Regions from separate parts of the Triticum aestivum genome. Here region 1 is linked to region 2. The links are chromatin contacts, called in public Hi-C maps. All regions are on one chromosome and are shown on one strand. Each heading gives the region's core, a stretch centred on a gene start, on an enhancer-like site or on the middle of the called end of the contact. The rest is flanking DNA. Distances are from core to core; before and after follow the strand shown. Region 1 holds the start of LOC123141535. Region 2 holds the start of LOC123144847.

The links. Hi-C and Micro-C count contacts between places; a contact is called where the count stands out from the background.
Region 1: a Hi-C map of leaf shows a contact between it and region 2, with 4 times the contacts expected there. The contact joins the promoter of LOC123141535 here to the promoter of LOC123144847 in region 2. A contact is called at or near these places in 1 of 5 Hi-C or Micro-C datasets (leaf) and 1 of 1 datasets of contacts at active chromatin or transcription factors (leaf).

Annotation. Positions count from the first base shown.
Region 1 is chr6D:315,166,916-315,171,396 of IWGSC CS RefSeq v2.1, reverse strand. It overlaps LOC123141535, which reads right to left and starts at 3,013. Exons shown (of 2, transcript XM_044560648.1): 1 at 2,693-3,013; 2 at 2,079-2,577. The coding sequence starts at 2,811. The coding sequence ends at 2,367.
Region 2 is chr6D:314,991,581-314,996,065 of IWGSC CS RefSeq v2.1, reverse strand. LOC123144847 reads right to left here and starts at 1,509. Exons shown (of 1, transcript XM_044564097.1): 1 at 697-1,509. The coding sequence starts at 1,439. The coding sequence ends at 1,035. LOC123141534 (protein MIS12 homolog) reads right to left here. Exons shown (of 7, transcript XM_044560647.1): 4 at 4,273-4,365; 5 at 4,054-4,192; 6 at 3,334-3,468; 7 at 2,806-3,240. The coding sequence ends at 3,173.

The DNA of each region.
Region 1 (4,481 bases), core at 1,764-4,263, 170 kb before region 2:
TTAGGTGTATGCGACTATTTTCGGACAATAAAGGTTAACTCAGATCTTACTTCTCCGGTTCTGTCAGCCATTGACTTTTTTTTGTCCGTGTCATCTTGGCATGTCATTGGTTATGCCGGTCAAAATGCGTATATATTTGCAAAAAAATGTCCTCTTCTAATTAAAAGGTAGTGTTCCTGCCAATTACTTGGGAAAATAGTCTATGTACATGGCTATCTCTTAGTCATTGACTATCCTTTATCTCTTAGTCATTGACTATCCTTTGTGACGACAGCTACAACCCGTCGTGCATAAATGTTGTGTCGACCTTCTATGATACGAAGAGATGGCATGATCTTTTGAGCTTCAATATTCAAACATATTTTGTTTCTTATGGAACTTCCATTATTATTATTTTTGTTTTCGATTGGTGAGTATATAACCTTCCATTTCAAGTTTAGTATCCAACAATGTGAGCTATAATGAGAAAGTTTTTTATAGTGACACCATATCACATTGAACGGAAAAATCATATGATTTAAATGCAACAAACATGAAAATAACCTATCCTAAGACAAAATTGTGTGTGTGGGGGGGTGGGGGGGGGGTCCCGATTAGAATAGAATTGCTACATTTGGATACAAACAATGTAGTACCATGATTATTATTCATTTTGTTTCTTCTTACTTGATTTCGAGTTTTATGTAGGTTACATTACTTTGATACTTATAGGTTTAAATATTAATAAAGATGTACAAAGAAATATAGCAATACAAAAATGCTTTTACTAACAATTGTATTACAAGATCTCCCTCTATCAGTAAATAGTGCAGTAGTGTTTGAAAATAGGCACCGCTTGCATGATGCCGACATTTTGTCTCCTAGGGGCATATATATATGCTCCCTGATGAAAAGTAAAATTGTAAAAATATACTTAAAAACAAAAACTGAATTGAATTACAACATGCACACCTGTGCCTTCTATCTTCCTGTAAGATTCCACAAAAATATGTCATATGTTTTGATCTTGGCCAAAATGAAAAGAAAATGCCTTGGTGTAAAAAGCAACTTTTGAAGCACTAATTTGATTTATTTTAGCACAAGTCACAATTCTTGTGTTTTTTTCATTAAAAAATTACATACATCCAAAGAGTCATGAACAAATACATGTGAATAGAATTATGGACTTTTTTACATTTGTAGAATTACTTTTACATGTGGAAGCATATCCTCCAGCAGGCCATTTTTAATATCCGCCGGCTCTAACACATATCTTCCCTTGTTGCTTTTCATATAAGTAAAATATATCCTCCACAAAAAAGTAAAATATATAAATTATAAATAAAAATATTTTTCTCCACGAAATCATGTAATATTTCACATGACTAATTAAATATTATTATGTGTATTATGAGTCAACATTACTTAAAAGTAGAGAAGTTTTATTGTACGTTCTCTATGATGGCAGTCTATAAATAGCATCTTTCATTAGCCATTTTCGGTAAATTTGTAACTATCAGCGGACGGTCATTCTTTTGTTTGTTTGAGGGCAGGGGTTCTAGCAGGGGGCGGATCTAGGGTGGCGACATGGGCTGCCAAAATTGTAAAATATTTTTTATATACTTAATACTAGATAGTTAACCAGCTCATGCTATTTTAAGACTTTTTATTAAGACTAAAATGATGTTTACATCAAATTTTACTATCTGTAGTGTAAATTTTTACATTTTTTAATTGCGGCACCCCCCACATTTTAGGTCAGCCACTGGGCTCTAGGATGTTAAAAACAACGAAGAAAGTAGCACTAATTGTAGCTGAGTAGGATATGCTGATTTCGCAAGAGAGAGTGTGTGTGTATGGGAGATAAGATGATAGAAACTAGAACTCGATCTTCTCATCTCTCGAACAGGCTCTAGCCCCGCTTTATAAATAAAGCACGAGTCAATTCTCATCTCGCAGCCATGCTTTATCACATTCTTAAAGCTTAGTAAGTGCTGTGGGTGGTCGATAGCCACACACACCCCTGGCCCTGTAATGCTGCTCATATATAAAGAAGAAAAGGAAGGTGCCCATAGACAATGCAGTCCACTGATGCTGGCTGGTCAAAGAAGGCATTCAAAACGGATTTGCACTGCACTCAGGGCAATAAATAAGAATACTTTGAACGGCCACTGCATTGACCGGTTTTGCGAGGCAACTGAATAACTAGGAACCTACTACGCAGGAGGGCTAGATGCCCCTCACCTCACTCACGCCGATTTTTTCCCTACTACACACAAGGAAGCCAATAGAGACGGATATGGTCTAGCAAATTAGCTAGAGAATGAGGCTAACACAGTCACCAATCTAAATCAGGAGGCGAATTAGTCACCGCGAACCCGGCAAAGTCAAGACGAATCGAACTTGTAGTACTTGTCGACGGCGGCGACGACGTCCCAGGTGCAGCTGAGCCCCTTGGGGAAGACGACGAGGTCGCCGGCGCCGAACTCCACGCACTCGGACGACCCCTTGATGTGCGCCCTCACCTTGCCCTTCACCAGATAGCACGTCTGCCTCGCGTCGAACTTCACCGGAAACTTCCCCGTCGGGCAGCCCCACCTGCACGAGCACGGCACACAAGAACCATTGCACACGCTCACTTAGCCGCCCGCCATGGAAATAATGGAACAAGGAATAAGGAAATAGCTGGAACCGGTGATCGATCGGTACTCACTTGGGCCAGGACCTGACGCCGAGCTGAACCAGGCGCGACTCCGGCGGGCCGTGCTCGACGGCGATAGAGACGACGGGCGGGTCCATGTCCATGCTGACCGGGTTTGAGCTCGAGGCCATGAGCACCTCAGGAGACAGAGGGGGAGGGAGGAGAGTGGTAGCTAGGCTTGGATGCAGCTGGTGGTAGTGTTAGTCTGGTAGGTGTTGAGGCCTCCGGGGCTGGGAGTCTAGGGGAAAGGGCAAGGCTCCAAAGGCAAGCCTGACTGGGAGCTTCCCTGTATTAGTACAGCGGAGGGGAGGAATCTCTCTCTCTTCTCGTCGTTAGTGGTGAGGCGTGGGTGATTTTTTATTATTTCCCTCCAGCATGTGTAGATATTGGGACAGTTGATTCTGTTGGCGATATATCATGATATATCGACGTACAGTGCTTTTACTATGAAAATATGCGATTGGTCTCTTTCCCACTAAAATATATTTCGTGTTTAAATTTGACTATGAATTTTCATTATGTATACCCCACAAGATAGTCAAATCATACTCACAATGTATACCCACGATAATATTGTTTGATCCATAACTTTTGTTTATTTTACCATTCCTTTCAAAAAGGTGATGATAATTTCTTAACATACAACTTTAAAGTTCTCGAATTAAGGAGGAAAAACATGGAAGTTTCTTTCCAAAATTACATAATTCACTGCACTTTCATATGGCGTGGATTAAGGAGGAAAAAGCGTGCTATTTTTGTTTCATATGTGCATTATCATTCATTGGGCTTAGATTAAGGAGGGAAACGTAGGCGTTTTTCGTTTCCTATGTGCACGTCATCGTTCATTTGGCGTAGACTAAGGAGGGAAAACACATGGAACCATATGCCAAATTAGGAATGACTAAAGCACGAAGAGGGGCGACGGGGTGAGGTAGTCTCGGAAGAAACAAACCAAAATTAGCACCTTGCGCCCTTTTAAGCCTACACCATTCTTTTGAGAATGATGGGAGCATGATCAAAATTACGAAATATTGGATCAACTATACTTATGCGCTCTATAGTTTGGAACAAAGAGACTATTGGTGCAAATGATTGAGCACGCCATTTTTTTGGAAATGGCTAACTAGGAAAATGACATTTCGGTCTAAGAGGCAAACATCTAACAAATTGTTAGTGGTTGATATCTTGTTTTGTGTAGCCTACCACCCTCCTTAGATTGGTCACTCTGATGTGCGATAAAAATGGATTGTAGTCTTTTATTTCTCATACTCCTCTGTCTATAAATTTTGTGTTGAAGGACATGGTAAGAGCAAACAAGGCACAATAAAGTCAATATCACATTGTAAGGATAATATAAGAGCACGATGTTTACCCAGGTTCAGGCCCTCTCGATGGAGGTAATACCCTACTTCCTGCTTGATTGATCTTGATGATATGAGTATTACAAGAGTTGATCTACCACGAGATCGTAGAGGCTGAACCCTTGAAGCTCGCCTATGGTATGATTGTTGTTGTCCTACGGACTAAACCCTCCGGTTTATATAGACACCGGAGGGGGCTAGGGTTACACAGAGTCGGTTACAAGGGAGGAGATCTACATATCCGTATTGCCAAGCTTGCCTTCCACGCCAAGGAGAGTCCCATCCGGACACGGGATGAAGTCTTCAATCTTGTATCTTCATAGTCCAACAGTCCGGCCAAAGGATATAGTCCGGCCGTCCGAGGACCCCCTAATCCAGGACTCCCTCAGTAGCCCCTGAACCAGGCTTCAATGACGATGAGTCCGGCGCGCAGATTGTCT
Region 2 (4,485 bases), core at 260-2,759:
CAACACAAAACAGCAAGAATTGAAGCTAATTGATTAGCTTAGCATCTGCTCATGCCCAACACAGCCACGAGCAGAAATAACACAACAACAAGCATATCCATAATCATTCAAACTATTACAAGGAAGAGAACAAAAGCAACTCACAGAGATTATACTAATCAATAATAATTTGCAATCATAAAATATTTCATAAAGCTATAGAGATGATTTCAAAGAAGAGGGGTTCAATTTTGCATGCTAATAGAATGTGCCTTGCAATTGCAAGGTCAATCAAAAGTACATGGTTATCCTAGTGCATCAACTCATCGAGGAAATCAAGGGCATATTGCCTACAAAATTTTACTGCACTTGCAGCATTGATTAAGTGAAAATTGTAGCTACCCTGGTTGATCAAACTCCTAACAAATCACTAATTGTGTTGCAAAGAAAAACAATAAGAGTTCACTGAAGTTCCAGCTATGCATTCCCTGTGTTTATTTGCGATGATGATAATTGGATTTCCCAGTGCAAAATCACTGCTGATCAAAGAGTGCTAATTAAGGTGTCCCACTAGACTAAAGTCTCCAATAAAATGGCTAAAATTGCATACCAATACAACTATGGTCAAAGAGATTTGGGACTTAAGTATCCCTAGTAGCCTAATGTTTTCAATAATAAAATCAAACACCATCTATGCAAGATAAACACACAACAGCAAAAATTGAAGCTAATTTATTGTCATAGCATCAGCTCATTCCCAACACAGCCACAATTGAGCAGAAATAACATAGCACCAATCCATAAACAATCGTACTATTAAAGAGAACCTCGCAGAGATGATACTAATCAAGGATAATTTAAGGCACTTGCATATATTAACCAAACAACACGAGATCCAAGGGCAGCGCAGCAGTACGATGCTTAGATTGATCACCGAAAGGTCTCCAGATGCCTCGGAATAGTTTCACCTCACCCATAATAACCTAACTAGATAGACCACCAGCACCATATCGACGACCTCCCAGCTTCATTACTAGTACCGGAAGACGCCTCGATCAGGCCAGATCGGAGTCGTCGAAGTCGGCGCCGTCGAAGGTGTTGAAGAAGCCGGCGAAGGGGAGGGGGCCCCGCGCCTCGTTCCCGCGGCCGCCCATGCGGTGGGAGTGGAGGAGGTCCCCCTCGTCGTCGTCGTCGAGGAAGCCGGCGCCGGCAGCGCTGCGGGGGGAGTCGTCGATGTCCATGAGCGTGGTGATGGCGTCGTCCTCCATGGCGGCGGCGGCGGCGGCGGCGGAGCGCGGGGAGATCGGGGCGGCGGAGCGCGGGGAGATCGGGGCGGCGGCGGGGACGTAGCTGATAGGGTTTTGGCCGGGCGTGCCGGGGTGGTGGCGGGGGTGATGGGGCGTCGGTGGGCCGCGCGGGGTGCGGAGCAGCCTTTGGTGCCGGGGCGTCCTGGCGTCCATCTTGTGGGTTGCGGCGGCTATTAACCTGGCGTGGCTGGCGTGCGAGGGTTTGGAGATCTGTGCGTGCGTGCGTGCCTTGCTGGCCCACGGCTTATTTTTATATGGACGGACGGAGACGCTGCGTTTTCCTTTCGTTTTCCGTTTCTTCGGAAGAGACGACGGTGTTCTTCCGCTGCCGGGACGTCGCCTCTTTGAACTTTTTTTCAAAAAAAAAACTTTCAATCTATTCATCTTCAATCATGACAGTATAAAGAACAACAAAGATAATAAAAATTACAACCATGTCCTTGGACCACCTAGCGACGACTACAAGCATTGGAGCGAGCCGAAGGCGTGCCACCGTCATCGCCCCTCCCTCACCGGAGTCGGGCAAACCTTGTTGTAGTAGACAGTAGGCAAGTCGTCGTGTTAAGGACCAGCACACCAGAGTACTAGCAACCATCGCCGATGAAGAAAGTCGTAGATCAGAAGGATCAAACATGTAAACACCTAAACGAAGACCGGATTCAAATAGATCCACCTAAGACCAGCATCGACCGAATCCCGCAAGATCCTACGGAGACAAACCTCCACACGCCCTCCGACGATGCTAGACGCACCAGCGGGACGGGGATAGAACATGGGAGACATTATTCTTACGAAGGGACATCGCCGCCGCCACACAGCCCCAACCAAGACGCTGCCTCTAACAAGAACGAGAACGCGGTCCCTCCTGCCGATGGGGGCCGAGATCCTCTGCACCTCCATGGTCTAGAGGCCATAGGAGATGGGACAGACCGGCGGCGGCGGCGGCGGGAGGAGAAGAGCTTTTCTGCCTCTTGAACCTTGTTTCTTCGACTTTGCCCAGATCTCAAATTACATTCCCTAAAGTGTCAAAATGCTCTTATATTACGGGACGGAGGGGGTACCATATTGGATGTGTGTCTCCCGGTTTCAATCAAAAAATGTAAAAGAAAGTAAGTCCATGTGTGTACACTAAACAAACAATTATCTAAAAAAAATAGAGTAGTAATCATTTGTGGCCTAAAGAAACGATAAGTGGATAGCCGATAATACTATTTTCCTTGCTCTTTCATTTTTGCAAATGTCATAATGATCATACTAGTTTCCAAGAAATTATGCCGGTGCACAAGATACGAGTCATTTATGTTAACGGGTAAAAAAGCATAGAAGAGCCATACGCAATATGGGATAATGGCTGCAACGAATTGCAGAAAATTCGCATTAGAGACCTCCAGTCTATTTTCATCAATTCCACTTCAGTTACTTCTTTCCACTGAGACATAAGTACAAAGAAAACAGCTCCAAGAAAAGGATATGAATCTACAGCAGCCCAAAACGCCACAAAGAAGAAACCCAACACAAAGGAGCATTGAACAATTTTTTATACAAACAAAAAAGTTGTATTCGACAGGAACACACCCAGGGAGAGTCTACTGCAGATCTTTCTATTTGTTTATCTCAATTGCGTGCAGCGGCAACAATGGTAGACGGATGGGATTAAGCACTAGAGATCTTACAGAATGCTGGAAACTGGAGAGTGCTACTGTGCTAGTGGTCTTTTGAGTCTGGAGAGACAACATATGTATACATGCTGACATGTACATACAGCTGTTCTGATAGAGCTGCAGTTCAGGTAGCTAGCGAGAGGGTAGCTTGACAACATTACAGGGGACTTTGTAGTACATGGGGGCGGTTGACATCCTCATATTGCAAACCCCCACAACACACGTTTACTCCTTCCACGAGTCATTCACAGCCGCGTTCACCTCTTGCATGTCCTCGGTGCTAGGAGCGGAACCTGTGAGACAGGGTGGTGAGATTAAAGTCTGTGCCATAGATACACACGATAACAACGAAGAGATCCAGAGGAAAATGACGGTGGAACCCTTACCCGGTGCTAAACGCTTCTGGTCTCTAAGACAATTGACGTTCCAAACATTTTGGCCCACCATGGCCTCAAGCTCAACCTTTTTCCTTTTCATAACCTTCATTTTCTGGTGCAATTTTGGTATCGTGTTCGCAATAGCTGCAGGTTCAGGGCAGTTGAGTAGGCATACATTCTGAACCAGAGATAATTGAGCAGAAGCAGTGCTTCTCGAATAGTAGCTAGCAGCACTATCTAGACCAAGTTTAGATGTAGGGATATGATCTTTGTGATTTCTGCCAAGCATACTGTTAACCATGTTCAGCTGTATTTATGCTAGATGCAAAAAGGATAGAACATTGCCAGACAAAAACTGAAAAAGTCATAATTAAGTGTGAGAACCATCTGGTTGCTAAAGCTAACACGTCAGAGCAAAAAGTTCAACAGACGACCAAAGGTTGATGGTCTATTGAATTGTTGCTCATAAACAAATAACAAATGGCTAACACTGATAGGTGCAGCACTTACTACCAAATTACTAATTAGTATCTCGATGGTCTAACAAGGAGATAGGGAAAGAACATTGACTTCAGGGCTTAAGGTGATAAGACTATGATAACAAATAATATCTGGTGTGGTTTCACACAATAACCCTTCACTAATCATCTGAACTGGTGAGTGGCCAAATAAACAATTCAATAAATTGAAGTTTCTGATTATTTTGAGAATTAAATATTTAATGCACACCTTGTATATTCTCCTGAACAGATTTGTCTTCAAACAACTTCAGTACTTCAGCTATAGAGGAATTGAGGTTACTCTTGTATGTAGTTTGCCTTTCCAAGGAAGAAATTTCTCTTTGAAGTTCTTCAGATTCCTTGTTAGCCTAATTAAACAACGGCAGAGCTTGTTAGATTAAGTGTAGATAATATTAACAAGCAAATTCTTTACGAGTAAAGTACTTACATCTGCCAGTTTTTTTCTCAAAGAATTAAGTTCTGCATCCAGTTCTGAATCAGAATTCCCATCTTTATGCAACACCATTGCAGAAGAATTATCCTGATGAAGAAAATATATTATAATTATACTCATTTACATGCCTCTTGCTTTTTGAAATGCAGGTTGTAAAGTAAATATAAAATAATGCATGGCTTCAGTGAAACAAAATGTGCACAAACA